Regions from separate parts of the Mus musculus genome. Here region 1 is linked to region 2. Evidence: chromatin contacts called from public Hi-C data. All regions are on one chromosome and are shown on one strand. The core of a region is the stretch at or near the end of the contact, and the rest is flanking DNA. Distances in the headings are between cores, read along the strand shown.

Region 1 (2,700 bases), core at 58-2,557, 170 kb after region 2:
CAAACTCAGAGATCTGTCAGAGATCTCCCAAGTGCTGGGATTAAAAGGGATGTGCCATTACTTCACATCTTAGTCATGGGTTTGTTATTTTTTATAAGCTATGAGGCTAATATATGTATTGAGTTCTATTCATGTGAATAATTTCTGACGTCCTTCTTTTTAAAAAATGTGTGTGTGTGTTCCTGTGTGCATGTCTATGTACCACATGCATGCCTGGTGCTCAAAGAGGCCAGAAGAAGGTATAAGATCCCTTGTAACAGGATGATTATGAATCAACATGTGATTCTGAGAACAAACCCCAAGTCCTCTGACAAGTCGGCCAGCGAGCTCTTAACCACTGAGCCAGCCCTTAGAGGTCCATGTCGCTGGTATTGTTCAAGTTCAACATTTTCCCAACATTCGAAAGCACTGGCGATGCTTTCTGTTTCTGCTTTCTGATACTAAACCAAGTATTCCATCCACTTCAGGCCTTGGGGTCAGATCTCCACATATCTTCTCTCATCAAAATATCCTTTTAGCATGAGACTGGGGTTGCCACTGCTCCCAATTCACACCTAAGCAGACCTAAGCTTGGAGACGTTCGGTGATTTAGCCAAGAAACGAAAGCCTAGAAGTAGAGACAGAATCTATACCAAATCTGTCCCAATGGCTGACTCCTTCAGAAGGAGGAGTCGTCAAACATCAGGGTAGGGAAGAAATAGTGAAGTACACACTAACCAGGGCGAGAAAGGCTCAGGGACCTGATGAGAAGAAAGTCGTCTTCAGTCTATTGGCATTCTCTCTGACAGAGGCCATGAGGGAATATTTTCTTCTAAAAGTATGTCATGACATAAATAAAATCGGCCTTCCTTTTCCTCCAGTAGGCATTGCAGAGCGGTGGTTATGGACAGGTCTTAGGAGCTGGAGTCTTATTTCTGCCTGTTTTTAATTCAGTGACCCCGGCTCTTCTCCATCACTCCATTCCTCTCTACAAAGTGCCATGCTAATACACAACAATTCCATGAGGTTTTTGAGGAAAAAAATGGAATAGTTTGCAAAGCTCACAACAAATTAAAGTGTTCACAAATTTAATCTTTATAAGTAAACAAGAAGAAAACTCCTAGGGCTACGAAAGTCCTCCCTGCAATGGTAAATTCTTCAGAACTTCGATAAGAAAAGAAAATGCAGCCTGTTGGCCTAACTTACAGACGCACTCACACGAGCCCCAGAAGTGACGAGCCCACTGTGTTCTCGCAGGCATATCTGCAGAGGACTTGGCAGCACTTTATGCGCCTCTCCATCTCACACCCGCAGCCCGGGCCTCTCCTCCCCTCTGTCTGGTGAGGTCACTGGCCAGGGTCCCAGGGCTGGGCCGGGAAAGCAGGGGAGGCAGGCACAGCTTGTGCACACCACTGTATGCCATTAACATGTCATGCGGAAACAGAAACCCTTACACGCCCCGTGTTTTTCTGGGAGAACCTCTTCTCGTTTAAGTAGACAAAACTTGAAAACAGGTTTCATTCTTTTCCCTGAGGATAGGCCCAATGGTCTTCTTGGCCTTGATTTTTCTAGGTGGTTCTCAGATCGTCAGAACATCACTTCCGAACCATTCTGTGCTCAGAAACAAGAGTCGGCAGAAAAGGCCTGCCTCCTGGGGAGAAGCCCTGCCTCCTTCGAGAATCTCTGCACCCAAAACACCTGCAGACACGTGCCCTCCGGTTTTAAATGAAGTCACTCTGTGCTTTATGTTTCTAGGTGGGTTTATTATAAGCAAGCTTTAAAAATTAAATTGGAAAAAATTTTAAACACCAGAACTATATCGCCAAAATTATTTGAAAATAACTCTCCAAAATAATGATGCAATTTATGTTGTTTTCAGATTTGGTAAATGAATGTACTTCACCATTTATAAGTGACCACGGAGCCACCACCAACCACAGTCAGGTCGACGGTGCAGGTGACCAGAGGTTGATGCAATGCAGAACATGAGCTGACTGACATTCCAGGGATGGCTCGGAAGCCAACTCTGCCATCCAATGCACATTTACGTTAAAGTGCATGTATGTGCAAGTTGAATATGGAGCAGCAAAAGTCAGAATCAAATGACATGTTTAAGAAGAGGTCCATAGCTAAATATATCCATTTGTTGGAGGGGCATTATGAGAGTGTTTAGAAAAATCAGGATGGAGTTTATAGCAATTTGGACAATGTTAGACATGATACCGTGTGAAAAAATAGAACATGCAGTTGAATAAAGCCAGGGAGACAAAGGACGCATTCAACACTTAAAAAAAAGGTGTTTGATAAATGCTTTTGAAGGTTTATGTTCAAATTTTTATTATCACTTTATGGTTCCTTTGAGTTTTGTTTTTGTTTTTGTTTTTTTTTAATTAAGATCCTGGAGTAATGATGGGGCAGCAATGGGCAGATGGAGATGCTGCAGGCCTCCACTCACACCAGATGCCAGAATCCCTCTTCAGCTATTGCAAAAAACAAGTCTCCAGATACCGCAGTTACATTCTCAGACCCCACATGGTATAAGGAAAACTAGCTCTGGCCAAGTTGTCCTCTAACACTCTACATAGACAATGGTTATTGCAACACACACACACAGACACACACACACACACAGACACACAGACACACCACACAGACACACACATACACAGAGACACACACACAGACACACACACACATACACACACACTAAACAAAGAAACA
Region 2 (2,700 bases), core at 189-2,688:
TTACAAGAAGGGCAGTATGCTCTACCATATGGCCTTCAGGGTTTTTGTCTTACATAGGAGTTTTGTTTTGAGGTAGGGTCTTACTAAGTGGCTTGGGCTGGCTTACAGCAATCCTCCTGTCTCTGCCTCTCCAAAGCAAACATTACAGGTGTGTGCTGGGCCCACCAGATCTGGCTTGGGGTTTTCTTTTCTTATTTGAACAGTATGTAGAAGGTTGCTGACTCAGCAGCTTTGCCTCCCTTAGGGAATGTGCTGCTCTGAAGTGGACCATGTCCTGCTGTCTGCTTTGTGGTCGTGCGCCAAATGAGTCACAGACACTTTGAAGGCATCCGAAGCTTCAGAGGGCATCTGGCCAAGTCTATTCTTTAAGCCTAGCACTGGTGCAGCCAGTGGCTCAGAGTAGATGATCAGCAATGAACACTGTGTTGAATGGGCATGACCATGGGCCTGTGGTAGAATTCACTTCCTGCAGCTGTGTTTTAAAGATGGCACTTTCTAGATATCACAGCTTTGGAAATGGAGTAGGCGGCTGTATCACGCTCAGTGTTCAGAACACTCTCTGTGTCTCCCGTGAGTCCCACCTGCTCTTAGCTTAAAACATTTCTGCTTTTGTCCTAAGAGGGAGGGGCTGCCTCATCTGATCATGTGACTGGCATCTGATCATGTGACTGGATGCCCAGGCAGGGAAGAGCAGGAAGAATTCTGGAATACCAGGAAGGAAATTTCAGGGCAAGTCTTACCCTCTCTCCCCCACACTTGTGGGCCATCAAGCAAGCTTCTTTTCGAGTTTACCAGAGACTTACCAAGTGGTCTTTTGGTCAACCCTTATAAAAGACTTCCTTCAGGGTGACCCCTTGCCCAAAACTCCTCTTTGGGGTTTCAGTTCCAGAATCTATGGAAATGAATCTCACTCTGGGGGGCTCACTATTCCCATACCCGTGTTTCTAAAACCTTGTATATGTGTATCCTGGGAGCTCGGGTAAGATACATCATCGGGTGGGGCTGAAGCCTGCGTCTAACCAGCCCCAGCTGGTAGTTGGTGCTGGTCCTAGACTCACACTGAGTAGGATTTGCCATCAACCCCACCAGCAGTCTCTCTGCACTGCTCAGCACATCTGCAGGCTCATCCCACCTCACTCTTCAATACGATGACAGCTTTAGGAATTAGCCAGGCACTCGCACATGCCTTCTTCAACCTGTGCATGCCTGTCTCCTTATCTGCACTCCCTTGGACAAGAGTCAGCAGGCTCTGAAAACAGATATAGTTACCCACTGCCTGTCTGCCTTCAGCCTCATATCTGGACACGGCTCCTCGGCCATCCCTGCTGCATCCAAAATGGACTGCAGATTTCTCAGGACGCCCAGCCAAGAAAAACAGCCCATGCTTGTCTCCTTACAGGCACAGTTATTCTCGTGAGTGAATCCTACAAGGTCATGGAGTTGGGAGAAAGTTATACAAAGCCATGCCTTTCATTCTGACCGATAAAAAACGATATCTCTTTAACACTCCCAGCTCAGACTTTGGAACTTGTCCAAGCAAAGCCAAGAATTGTTTCTGTTTTTCTCTGGCTTCTCTCTCTCTCTCTCTGTGTTAACTGCAGAAACCTCTTACCAAAGGGTAGCTTGTTAGGGTTACATGGCAAGGGAGCCCGAGTCCAGGCTGTGATTTCACACCCCCCAGACTACACCTCTCTGTGCAGACAGATGTGTGGACAGCTGCTTGTTATGATTGCTTCTCCATAGGAACCAGAGGCATAAAAAAAAAATATGATGAGCCAGAAAATTAAATGCTTAGGAACCAGAGTGTCCTCCCTTCCACCATCCATTATTACATATTTTCCTCTCTGACCCTGCAATGCCCTTGAAGACAAACAAGAGGTGTCCAAGCATGCACGCCAGCACATTGCCCTTCTGGGGAATTACGGAGCAGGCTCTTATGTACAGGAACAGTTTTCTGACTTACGCCTGATGGAGTTTATAAAAGACTTCACAAACTTCACACTGTATCCGTGGTCAGGTTTATGAATTCGGCCAAGCTGGATCAAGTGCTGGTCTACGGGGTGGCTGGCCAGGTCTTCCAGTTCCTTGTCATCCCAGTCAGGGCCCAAGGAAAAGACAAAGAGGGCATACCCATGACATTTGGCTCGTAGGGACTCTTTCTTTAAGGTTTCCGCATCCAGGTGGCTGGTTTCCCCAGCAGATATCACAAATATGACTTTGTTTCGTCTCAAATTGGGGGTGTTTAAAAAGACGTTGTCCAGTGCCCACCCGAGGGCATGGCCAAGAAAAGCATCTCCATGCAGCTGCTGGACTGCCTGATCCACGTGTCTCTTCATGAGGCGCTTACTGCTATAGCTGGTTAGGTTGAACTCAGTTCTAACCGGACTCCTCTGGGTGTTGGGTAGGAAGTCGAGGGGGGCATGGCTCAGCAGGGCCACCCTGTCTCCAGTGACAGATGTCTCTGGCTCCGAAGTGATTTCGAAGTGATCTAGCAGTGCCTCTAGAAAGTCTCTCATGTCTTCAAACTCTGCACTTCCCACGTGCCGAGAGCCATCCAGTAGGAATGCAGTGTCCAGGTAGGACTGAATGGGGGGTGGTTTGGCTTGGTCACACGAAGCATCCGGCTTGCATAGATCTGCAAACCAAGTCATTTAGAGTTACTAAGCAGATCGAGACAAAGAGTAGGAAGGTTCTACCTCA

Evidence for each region. A called contact is a pair of places that touch in the nucleus more often than the background predicts.
Region 1: a contact with region 2 is called in a Hi-C map of uterus, with 3 times the contacts expected there. The contact joins two enhancer-like sites. A contact is called at or near these places in 1 of 15 datasets of contacts at CTCF or cohesin (embryonic stem cells), 26 of 484 Hi-C or Micro-C datasets (B cells, the G1E-ER4 cell line, LSK cells and 14 more), 4 of 115 datasets of contacts at active chromatin or transcription factors (VIP interneurons, cardiomyocytes, embryonic fibroblasts and 1 more) and 2 of 9 other capture datasets (embryonic stem cells and liver).

Annotation. Positions count from the first base shown.
Region 1 is chr9:105,870,539-105,873,238 of GRCm38.p6, forward strand. All of the region lies in intron 37 of Col6a5 (collagen, type VI, alpha 5), which reads right to left. Among named protein-coding and RNA genes, the nearest start is that of Col6a6, 44 kb to the left of the region's middle. Within about 2 kb of position 1,308, at least 8 of the 459 cell types and tissues checked have an H3K27ac peak or open chromatin away from gene starts, as enhancers often do. A contact at or near this core is called in uterus, where this site is marked.
Region 2 is chr9:105,696,698-105,699,397 of GRCm38.p6, forward strand. It overlaps Col6a6 (collagen, type VI, alpha 6), which reads right to left. Exons shown (of 37, transcript NM_001102607.1): 35 at 1,964-2,635. Among named protein-coding and RNA genes, the nearest start is that of Pik3r4, 55 kb to the left of the region's middle. Within about 2 kb of position 1,439, at least 22 of the 459 cell types and tissues checked have an H3K27ac peak or open chromatin away from gene starts, as enhancers often do. A contact at or near this core is called in uterus, where this site is marked.